Linked DNA regions of Mus musculus: all the other regions are linked to region 3. Evidence: chromatin contacts called from public promoter capture Hi-C data. All regions are on one chromosome and are shown on one strand. The core of a region is the stretch at or near the end of the contact, and the rest is flanking DNA. Distances in the headings are between cores, read along the strand shown.

Region 1 (2,700 bases), core at 176-2,675, 560 kb before region 3:
TGAGACAGTCTCACAAAGCTCAGTCTCACCTCAAACTTGGTATGTAGCCAGGGAAACTTTGAACTCTTACTCCTTCTGTCTCTGTCTCCCAACTGCCAGGAGTACAAGCCTGTGCATCATGCTGGGCTCCTATTTTTAAGAGTATTTCTTTAAAGTCATGTGTGGTGTGTGTGTGTGTGTGGATGTTCATGCAGAGGTCAGAGGGCAACCTAATCCAACTGGTTCTCTCCTCTTCCACAGAATGAGCGAGTTCTACTGCACTGAGGGCTCAACAACAGGAAATTATTTCACCTTTAGAACTGTCCGTTTAAGAACAGAAAAAAAAAAGGATTCAACCATGAATGAACACATAATTATGGAAAATTTAAATGCTATCTGCCTATGTCAGAAGTGAACTCAAAAGTTTGGTGATGATCAACCTTCACTAACGATGGCTTGTTCTATCTAGCACTGGGGAAATGTTGACTTGCTTTCCCTAAGGAAGAAGAATGTTACATCCATTACATATAATTTTACAGTTTATCAGGGATTTTCAAGGGTGTATCTCAAATTTCCCTCATTTAAAAACTGAGATGACCATTAAAATATGGGAAAATACAAATGAACTGCTATTACTTTAGTATCCAATCCTTAATCCTAGGATTATGCAGTAGTCTTGATTTTGTGACTTGCTCTTTTTCACTTAAGCACTGTGTCGTAAACACTTATATTTGGGAAACCGTACTTAAAATACAAGCTTGTGAAGCAACCGTTGCAATTATTTCTTCTAGTTTTAAGTATTTTCGGGTCTGAGCTGTTCTTTACCCTATTCAAATACAACCCAAAAAGCCAGGAGGCGAGGAGTACATTGCATCTGGTAGCGGCGGTTTAAAACATCTCTGGGATTTAACAACCATCGTAATTCTCAAGACATCCTTCATCCGCCTCAACACAGCCCAGCAAGAACCTTGCAGCGGCGCTCCCTAGCTAGATCCCGGATCTTCTCCCGGTCTTATCGGATCCCTTCAGCCCTCTCCACTTCTGCATTCCCTGGATAAAGTTTAGATTATGCGTAATCCAGAAGTCTCCCACCAGCTCCCTAAATTACCTGACAGCAATCTGACCTCCCGGGACACTCAATATTCAACCTTACAGCCGGAGACAACCGGAAACGGACGTTGTTTCCTCTAGTTTCTTACGACAGGAAAATGGGGGAGATGGTAAACGTTCCGGTACTGGCGCAAGGCTCCCAGACAACGTAGAGATGACATGAAGGAGCCTGGAAGTAGAGATTATTTCCCACACTTTGCAGCTGGAGTCTGCTTGAGGTAGAAGATATTGAGGAGAAGGACGATAAAGCCGTGTTTGTCTTGCTCCAGGACGGAATCTTTAGGCGGAGCACCGAGAGGCGGGCCAAAGTCATAGCGCAGCCAATGAGAGCGGTTGTTATTAAGCGCGTGGGCCCACTCAATGAGAAGGCTGGTTGTTATGCTGCAGTTGGCAGGCTGCTGCGGGAGGCGGTGGCGGTGGCGGTGGCGGTAGGAAGCCTGAGGCTGCGGGGTGACAGGTAGGCGGCGGTGCTGTCTTGGGGGGGTTGCGGGGGGGGGGGCGCACGGTGCCGGGTGAAGAGGAATTTCTCCTCCGGCTTCGGACGCCGTAGTCGGGAGCTGACGAAGGTGAAGTGGGAAGGCAGCAGGACTGTTGGATCCGAAGCCCTGCAGACCTGGGAGCAAGCTCGGGAGGGTCGTGAGGAGAAGGCGTCTGCCGAGGCGGCTTGGGGATGAGTGTTGTGGGGCAACTTGGGGCCCTAGCAAGGGCGTTAGGGTGTCGGTGGCGCGGGCTGAGGCGGGAAGGAGGCGGGAGCAAGACACAGGTAGTGAGGGCTGAAGGGATGTCTTGCAAGAAGCCTCAGGTAAGAGAAGGACGTGGTATTGCAGACACCTGCGTGAAATCCTAGGTGTTCTTAGGGCCGTTTGCTGGGATGGGGAGAGGTGCGGAGAAGAAAGATATTTATTGGTGGTCAGCTCTAGAAATTGGTGGTTGTACATTATGTAACCCATGGCAGTTATTTTTCCAAGTAACTCGACTGACCCTGGTAGAAGAAGAGCTCTGCAACCCATTGATGTATCTGAGCACTTTGTTCTTGTTGGCTCCAGCGTTCTCTCTACCGAGGCAGGGTCTGTAGGAGGAGGACAGCGTGAAGGCAAGAGTAGTCACGAAGCGCTTATCCCAAATATGGACTTTGGTTGCGAGACAACACGATGTTAGCTTTAGAGGAATGTTGTCAGATTCGTGTTTTGTAGTACAGGAATTTGCTTTGCGGCTTTAACCTTCAGAAAAGTGGAGAGCCTTTTAAATCTATAGACGAAGATAAATGTAGATTAGAAAATGAACAGTAAATTGGTAGACAACTCGCCCCCAGTGTTAAGGACTGTGAAAATAAGTTGGGAATCTTAGCAGAGGAGTGTCAACTTTTAAGTGATTTCCCTTGTTAAGTCTAGGAAGCTAGTTGTGAGTTATGCCTTAGGCTTAAAAAAATAAGTTCGTTGAATGTCATGGACATAGATAAAATTTATGTACAAATTTAAAACTATTTTGTTTTGAAAAGTCTTTTAAATCCACGGTTTGAATGGTGAAATACAGTCCTAAACAAATCCCTGTCGGCGAATATTGTGGAAGGGCACTTTTATAACTCATTGGAAAAATATCTTTAAAAAGTAG
Region 2 (2,700 bases), core at 13-2,512, 690 kb after region 3:
TGAAGCTAATGTTACTTCCTGAAGTCAAAAAGTGGTCCTGCCAACAGGAACCTGTCCACCACGGCCTTCAGAAAATACAAGTAAATCTGGCCTCCAGAATCGTCGAAACGATGCAACCACTGTGGATCCTTACAAAGGTGGTGAATCATACAGTAAGATCCAACGTTGCTGTTTGCATTTGAGGGCATGGAAAGAAATAACTATTCTCTGGGCCCATTTCAGGCAGAGGCTGTGAGATCAAGTTTGAGTGATTACAATGTTTACATTATAAAAGCTTCAGTGCATTAGAGCCTTGATTTGGAAAGAGCAGAACTAGAAGGTGCCCTCATCGATTTTCAAGTGAAATGAACATTTCCTCATGTGATGTATGTGGGAGAAAAAAATAGTATTAGGGCAAGTTAAAAACCTTAACTGATAGGTCTTCCTCCTCTGGTCATTAAGGAGGGGCAGGATTGCCTTGTTAGATCCCGAAACTATGTAAGACGCAGGGCTCAAATCATCTGTTGGCACTGACTATAGAATTCAAATACTGAAATTTAGCTCTGCTCCTCCTACCTGAAAGTACGGTTCATAGAATCTTAACCCATTAAGCCATAAGAGCTTAGAGTCCACCTCACCCCCATATTGTTAACGATAAAGGAACTGAGCTGCAGAAAGGCAGTGCCATTTGTTCCATGGTGCATGCTTGGTGAAAGGCTGGGACAGAGATGGCCCCTTGATGTCCAGTCTGAAGTTCCTTCCATAATACAACTTTGGGCCAACCAGGGACATCCCTAGATAACTCAAAGTCCCAAAGCAAGTTACTCACAGCTGTGACTGTCTTCTTACAGGGACAGTAAGACTTAAACAGAACCAGATCATCCTGTAGCCATTTTCAGTGACTATATCTGCTGTTTCAATGACACAGATGGAAGAAACAGCCAATAGCCTTATAACACAAAATGCCGTGTGGTCAGAGCAATGGGATGTTGGTCTTCGCGGGGAAGCACTGCTGTCAGTCTACATCCCTACTTATGAATTTAACAGTTCAAGGGGGTTGTGTTCTCTTCACATTATGAAGTTTCTCAATCTTCTGTGGGCTTTTCCAATATTTCTAGCACACGAGGAGGAAATTTTAGTTCTCCGTTATATCAGCGTATCCACAACAACTGTTCAAGCATCAAAAAGTACATCAGGGTGGCCTTCCCTGACGGAGCACCCTTGCTTCGTTCATGTACGGAGCAATAACTCACACAGTGTCACGTGATGACAACGACGGAGCTATGTGGTTATTTGACTTTCCTGAGGCCAAAGGAAAGCTGAACTGCAAGCCAAATGCTGAACTTTGACTGAACACCAAACTCCAGGTCAAATTTCTCAGTGTCCCTAATTCGGAGTTTAGAAGGACATTTCCAGGAGCAAAATTTGTGTTTTTTAAAACATACGTTCTCTATTCTCCTCTATTCACTTTCTGGGAAAAAAGAAGGAAAAAAAAAAGTGTTCTTTTAATCAGAAATTAGCAAATTCCTGTAAGATCCACAAGATGGCGCTAGGAAGTGGCATTTAGAAAAGAATTTTAAAAGCTGCTAGGAATAAATTTGGACAGGGTCACATAAGTATCACGTAACAACTGCCTACAGACATGCATGGTTTTAAAGGGCATTGTGAACCAGGTGAGTTTTTATAAACAGGCATATCTTCACTCTCCATGCTACTTTTAAATATCGGATCCATTATACTTTGCTTAATTTTAGTTTTGGCCTCATGTTTTCAGACTATTTTGTGAGAAAATGAAGAACTGAATTTGAATGTTGGCAAGGCTAGATCATAAAGGAAAAACTACTGGACTGAAGCAGACAAGTTTCTCATTCACATTATCTTCCCGAATCTCGGCATCTGGTCATCTTCCTGTCTATTGTAGGAGTTCTCATGCCCCTGGGGATATTGACTGATGTCTGAGGATATTTTTTCATTGTTGCAGGAAGCTGGGAGACTGAAGGAGCTGCAGCTTAGTGAGTAGTAATCGAGAAGCGGCTGATATTAATAAGGAACTATCCCATAGCAGTGTTTTAATAAAACAAAGTTAGAGGCTGGAGAGATGGCTCATTATTTAAGAACACTTGTTCTTGCAGAGGCCCTCGTTCAGGTTCCAGAACCCACAGGGTGGCTCACAACCGACAGAAACTTTCAGCTCCAGGAGCTCCAACACCCTCTTCTGACCCCCCCAGATTCCTGGAACATATACATGTTATAGAGATATACATACAGGCAAATACTCATACACATACATATACATGTTATAGAGATATACATACAGGCAAATACTCATACACACAACAAAGCTTTAAAAAGCAAAGACAAGGCTGAGGGATGTCACACATTCATCTACTGCCTTGTTGGTTCATTTACTCATCCACATATTCTCTTATGCTTACATTATCTTCTCTTTAGTCTACTAATTTATCATTTGCCCATGCAACCAGTTTTCAGTGTCACCATGACTCAAGACACTAAGAATAAGATAAAAATTGCCTCAATTTTACTCAGTCTGACAGGAGGAATGGTCCTTTATGAAATGATTTAGTAACAGGGTGTGATTGGTCCTCATTCCTAAGTGTAAGACATTCTGAGAACAGGAAAGCCATAGAAGAAATCACAGGGAAGAGTGTAGAATTTCAGAAGACTTTAGGCTGGGGCTTAAACATGGGGTAGAAGTGAAGC
Region 3 (2,700 bases), core at 121-2,620:
ACATAGCTTAGTATCTGTTAGGATGTTCATGAAAACACACAATGGATATTCATGATTGCTCTTTTCGCAATAAGTAGTGTTGGCCTGTTAGTAGCCTTGGAGTCTGCCTCCAAGAGGCAGTGAGGCTCCAGTGAGCGGCAATGGATTCCGTTCGTTTAGTAAGGACAGAATACACTCCAGCTTTTTCTGTTATGCAAAAGGAAACGGAAGGAACAGGGCAGCCATTTCACCCATTATTCTAGTTCACCTTCATGGTAGTCCTGTGGGGAGATGGGGGGACAGCTAATGGGTTTCATCTATTTAAGGATCCATCTATCCCGCTTCAGGGCCATGAAGCAGGGACTCATAAAGGTTTTTTTTTTTTTTAAATGGGGGCTTCTATGATTTGGGAGACCCTGTTCTTCAAGGAAGAAAACACATTACAAAACTACAGCAGTGTGACTCAACTTCATAGCCTCCGAAGAGTCCTCACACAGGAAAGGTCTGGTTGGCGCTAAACCTTCCTTGGCTTCCAGTTGGTCAGCCAGTGCCAGCTAGAACAAGGGCTCTGGCTGTCCCTAGCCAGACACAGGGAACACAGCGGGATCCAAAGGGCGGAACTGACATTGTGGACAGCAGCTCTCCACCCCCCACTCAAAGTGCTATCAGTTTACACAGAGAACACTCCAGATGAGCTGGGCCACTGCCCAGACGGCTGCTTTAAACGATGCCCAGAGGCTTTGCTGTCCCCAAGCAACAGGATTTGCCTGGAGCCGCCATAAAAGTCTTCAGAGCCAAGGCACACACACAAATAAAACAAAATGCCACACTCGGCAGGAGCCCCTGATTCTGGCAAGCTGTGCTGTGCCAGGAACTTGCTTTGGCTTCACCAAGTTGAAAAATCACAGAGTAGCTAGAACCAGTGCACCTCTGTGGCCCTGTTAAAGCTGGGTATTGCTCACCCAGACAAGCAGAGACTTGAGGCTACTTATTTAATTGTGCTGGAAGATCTTATCAGCCGGAGGCTTTAAGGGAGGGAAGGTCTGGATGCTCCCCGTCCGGAAGGGAGAGGCCCTGGGATTCAGACATTCTGAAATTCTTAGTCTTCCATGCGCTGGTCGTGATGCGAAAGGTCTGAAAAATAATCTGATCTCCTTTGAGTTTTATAATGCAGATTCCTATGCTGAGGACCCAATGAGACCCCATGCTAAGGTTTCAGCGAAAGCAGGGCGCAGGCTGGGATAGGGCCCAGAACTGGGGTCCGGGGTGGTGCAGGAGTCTGCCTACCCGCGGGCTCTCACCTTCTGGCCATTCACGTAGAAGAGCAGCTGAATGGGGTCCATGACTCCGAGGTCCCTAGCAGGTCCCTAGCAGCGCCAGTCCTTGCAGAGAATAAATTGCCCGAGGCTACAGGGCGGGGCTTGTCTGTGCTTCTAAGTCTCCACCCTCCCAGAAAGTTTTGGAAGAGCCAATGCTGCAGAGGTCCTAAAGGGAAAACTCTCCTGACACTACAGAGTGTGCCAGCGTGGGAGACAAGCTGAAATCTTTGGGTTTTGGCATCGATGGGAGAGAGGGGTAGCTGGGCGGCCAGCCTCAGGAAGTCCTGAGTCATTGCTCTAGTATCTGTGCCAATGCTTGCTTATTGAAGTGGTTTCCAGAATCCTCTCGTTTGTTTAGGGGGAAGGCAGCCTGGCTGTACTGCTGAGTCACTTCCCAAGAGTCCTGCGCCCTTAACCTCACTTTTTGGCTTTCTTTATATTTTAGAATCCACTTTATAAAACCTGGCAAGTCTCAAATGAGACCAAATTATTTTCCAGGCCTTAGTATATCTCCCTAGGTTATTTTATTCATGCAATACAACATCCCCACCCCTCAATACCCATTCACACAGGGTTTCTCTGGGTAACAGCCTGGCTGTCTTGGAACTCTTCTTTGTAGACCAGGCTGGCCTCGAAATCACAGATCTCCACCTGCCTCTGCCCCTTGAGTGCTGAGATTAAAGGTATGCACCACTACACAACATTTTTATTGTGAAAACTTCCCGTTTGTAGGTAGAGGAGAAGAAACCACATCTCAGCAATTCCAGGAGTGGTTAACAGTAAGTGGCTAACACCTCCTTGCTTCCCAAGGATCTTAAGCACATTTCAGACAGTGTTTTACCAGTAGACAGAAAACGTGTGTGTATGTGTGTGTGTGTGTGTGTGTGTGTGTGTGTGTGTGTGTGTGTGTGTGTGTGTAAGCATCACTATAAAGCTATGGCTAGTTTGGAATTTACTGGCTTTGAACTGACAGCTTCTATCAGCTTCTGCCTCTTCCTGAGTGCTGGAATCAAAGGTGTGTGTGAGCCTCCATATCTGTCAAACATTTTCTTTTTTGAAAAATACTTTATGTTTGACAGGATCTGGGGAAATGGCTCAGAGGTTAAGAGCTTCCAGGACCCAGGACTAGAACAAACCTGTTTTCTTTATAAAGTATCCAGTTTGGGGCATTCTGCTTTAGCAATAGTGAAGAGATTAAAAGATTAGATGAACAGATTAAAAGCTAGAATTCTTTTACTCTCCTGATGCCAATAATCTCCATTCTAAAATCTTACTAACTAGAGATGGCTCAGTGGCTCAGAGCATTTGTTTCTAACAGATTCAATTCCTAACATTCACAGTCTTCTGAAACTCCAGTTCCAGGGAATCTCATTTCCTTCTTCTAATGATCCAGGGCCCCTGG
Region 4 (2,725 bases), core at 76-2,575, 620 kb after region 3:
AATAAACTATGACTTCTACCTTTGTATTAATCAACAGTTTTGAAATGCTAGGGACTGACAACCTAAGAAAATGAAAGGAGATTTAAAAAGTCTTCCTGGAAAGAAAAGCATGTACACACAAACTGTGTCAATGATCTTGAGATTCAAAGTGACCATTGTTAAGGCAACATCACTTGCTATTCAGAAAGGTCACGATGGGCAAAGTCAGAGCTAGGAATCACCAGTGTGCTAGACCTGGACACTAAGTAGACCAGCAGCCTCAGCAAACTCTTATCCTTGACAGAATATATAGGTAGAGAATGCAGAAGGCAATTCAGATCTGTCAAACAGCTGGTAGGAAACTGCCTTTGTACCTGAAATGATATGTTATTACTTTGGCAGTGTTATCTTATTCCTCACCATAACTTACTCCATTCGATTTACTTAACAAATACTTATGAAGTGCCTACTATGTGTGCCAGGCACTGTCTTCTCTAATCTTCTAATTCTGGAAAAATCATACCCAAAGGATTAACTAATTTTAGAGTGGCACTGACAAACAGGCTTTGAACTTAGGCCTTCATCCTAGTTTCTTGAATGAACCCCTCCTCCCTGACGACCATGCGAACACACTTAGAAGCTTATTAAAGTCCTGAAGTGGCCGAAAGATTCAGTGTCTAGGTCACTACCATCGTTGGATACCACGGGTCGCAATGAAGAAACTTCATGGCTAAACACTTGATCACGGAAACGCTGAATGCACGAGGCAGAGAGGTCAGTTAGGGGAGCAAACAAACCTGCTTCGCCCCTTCAGAGAACTCAGCGATACTGAACTCTTTGTCGAAATAGGCCCAAATAAGGAAGGCGTAAATTCGAGTCCGGACCCAGTTGATGGGATTGGAAAATCCCAGAATGATCATTCTGGTTCTCTGGCGTTGCTGGGGCTGCTCCTCGGTGCTGTAGCTGCGGCTGGGACTAGCGGGTAAAGAAGCGAGGGCTGGAGGATGTTCTACCCGGCCGAGAAGGGATCTTCGGGAGCTCCAGGAACGCAACGCAGGGCTTGTCCAGGCCCGAGTGTAGCGAGGGATCGGAGCCGCGCTTGAGCCCAGGCGACGGCGGCACAGGCAGCAAATTTCAGTCAGCGTCAGCCTCACCTCGGTGCTACCGAGAGTCCGGAGTCGGGTGACCGGGCCGGGCAGCGGCCGGGAAAGCAGGGGCAGAGGTAGGAGACGGGCGGCCAGCGCCATGTTTGTGACCTTTCACCTCTGCATGCCTGTGCAGTACTGAAAGCAGGCCGGAGGGAAACCAGCTCGCCGGGGTTGGAGAAGTGGAGCCAAGGCCGCCTCGCTGCCGCCGCCTCGGGTGAGTCCTCTCATTTCGGCTGTGTTAGCCCTCAGCCCAGGCCGAAGCCCTCGGGCTCCCCGCCGTGCGCACTTCGAACCAGCCGCCGCCCTCTGGGGTCAGTCACCTACGCGGACCATTTCTTCCGGAGTAGTGTTTCCAGGGGAAATCACGCGTGGAAGAACTCGTCCAAATTCCCAGGCCTGTGAATTTCACCATGGCTGAGCAGCGTCTTCCGGTACCCCGGCTGCGGGGCGTCTCCCGGGAGCAGTTCATGGAGCATCTTTATCCACAGGTGAGGAGGCCCGCCGCGGAAAGGCAGGGGAGACACCCCGGTACCTTCTGGCGGCCCATCTGCTCTCCTGCAACCCAGAGATTGTTCGGGGGAAGAGAAGGCGCTCTGCTGTCAAGGGAGTGAGCGGAAGGGACCTGTAGCCCTGCTCGGGAATTCAAAGCCCCGGAGAGAAACGGCCCCACATTTTTGGGGAGCAGGATGACCGGAGAAAGCTGGGTGGCACGAAGCTCACTGAGAGGTCGCGCGTGTGGCTTTCTGACCTCACGTGCTCCCTTTCTATGGAGTTTTTCCTAAAGTCTAGTTCAGGATCCCTCGCCCTTCTCTTGCTTGGTCCTAACAGCCCCTGGAGTATTTCGAGATATTAGATTTTTGAAACTCGATATTTCAGTCTAATGAAGGATTGCAACAGGGAAACCAATGGAAATCGTCTCGTAGGTTTCCTCTGGTACAAGTCATTCCTTGATTTAAGCCAGAATCATAATTAAGGATTAAGCCCTTTAGTTTTGTTTTGTTGTTTTGTTTTTTCCGAGACAGGGTTTCACTGTATAGCTCTTGCTGTCCTGGAACTCACTCTGTAGACAAGGCTGGCCTCGAACTCATAAATCCGCCTGCCTCAGCCTCCGAAGTGCTGAGACTAAAGGCGTGCGCCACCACCGCCCGGCTCCCTTTAGTTTTTAAAGAAAGAAGTAGCAGAAAGCAGTTAGATTTAAGAAAAGAAAATAAGTTTGCTCTCAGGACTTTTCAAGAAAGTCCAAGTATCAGAATAACAGAGTAAGGATTCTGGCGATTATTCTAAGGGAAAAAGTCTCTGAAGTATATTAGTGGTAGTAAGATAGGATCTGTAGCTACAGCTACGCTATGCTGCTGGAGCAGCCTGAAGTGTTCCTTTGAGAAGACAGGATTACTGATGACCCTAGAAGAATTTCTAATTGAGTCAATATAAGGCAGAGTTTAAGTTTACTAAGAAGTTGTAGTTCATGTTTCAAGAGAGATGCTTTGGGCTAATACTATAGTTTGATCAGGTAAAACCATGGTTCACTAACATTGCACAAGGAGGTTAAGATGTGTCTTTTTTTACAGGTCAGTGGTGGCACATGCTTTTAATCCCAA

What was found. Promoter capture Hi-C pulls out the DNA fragments that hold promoters and counts their contacts.
Region 1: a promoter capture Hi-C map of 3T3-L1-derived adipocytes shows a contact between it and region 3, with 4 times the contacts expected there. The contact joins the promoter of Fam126b here to the promoter of Aox1 in region 3. A contact is called at or near these places in 2 of 39 promoter capture datasets (3T3-L1-derived adipocytes and pre-B cells) and 1 of 115 datasets of contacts at active chromatin or transcription factors (pancreatic cancer cells).
Region 2: a promoter capture Hi-C map of liver shows a contact between it and region 3, with 3 times the contacts expected there. The contact joins the enhancer-like site here to the promoter of Aox1 in region 3. A contact is called at or near these places in 7 of 39 promoter capture datasets (the C10 cell line, the HPC-7 cell line, cranial neural crest and 4 more), 1 of 15 datasets of contacts at CTCF or cohesin (large pre-B cells) and 2 of 115 datasets of contacts at active chromatin or transcription factors (astrocytes and embryonic stem cells).
Region 4: a contact with region 3 is called in a promoter capture Hi-C map of embryonic stem cells, with 6 times the contacts expected there. The contact joins the promoter of Tyw5 here to the promoter of Aox1 in region 3. A contact is called at or near these places in 23 of 39 promoter capture datasets (3T3-L1-derived adipocytes, the C10 cell line, the HPC-7 cell line and 14 more), 2 of 15 datasets of contacts at CTCF or cohesin (the NIH/3T3 cell line and large pre-B cells), 10 of 484 Hi-C or Micro-C datasets (bone marrow-derived macrophages, cerebellar granule neurons, cortical neurons and 3 more), 44 of 115 datasets of contacts at active chromatin or transcription factors (the 230-238 cell line, DN3 thymocytes, the SCID.adh cell line and 28 more) and 4 of 9 other capture datasets (adipose tissue, liver, macrophages and 1 more).

The regions. Positions count from the first base shown.
Region 1 is chr1:58,585,058-58,587,757 of GRCm38.p6, reverse strand. Fam126b (family with sequence similarity 126, member B) reads left to right here and starts at 1,425. Exons shown (of 13, transcript NM_001310598.1): 1 at 1,425-1,546. Ndufb3 (NADH:ubiquinone oxidoreductase subunit B3) reads right to left here and starts at 1,361. Exons shown (of 3, transcript NM_025597.3): 1 at 1,088-1,361.
Region 2 is chr1:57,338,168-57,340,867 of GRCm38.p6, reverse strand. No RefSeq gene overlaps it. Among named protein-coding and RNA genes, the nearest start is that of 4930558J18Rik, 38 kb to the left of the region's middle. Within about 2 kb of position 1,262, at least 2 of the 459 cell types and tissues checked have an H3K27ac peak or open chromatin away from gene starts, as enhancers often do. A contact at or near this core is called in liver, where this site is marked.
Region 3 is chr1:58,028,639-58,031,338 of GRCm38.p6, reverse strand. It overlaps Aox1 (aldehyde oxidase 1), which reads right to left and starts at 1,370. Exons shown (of 35, transcript NM_009676.2): 1 at 1,281-1,370. The coding sequence starts at 1,322.
Region 4 is chr1:57,405,274-57,407,998 of GRCm38.p6, reverse strand. It overlaps Tyw5 (tRNA-yW synthesizing protein 5), which reads left to right and starts at 1,325. Exons shown (of 8, transcript NM_001037742.2): 1 at 1,325-1,615. The coding sequence starts at 1,538. It overlaps Maip1 (matrix AAA peptidase interacting protein 1), which reads right to left and starts at 1,733. Exons shown (of 5, transcript NM_001081181.3): 1 at 777-1,733. The coding sequence starts at 1,226.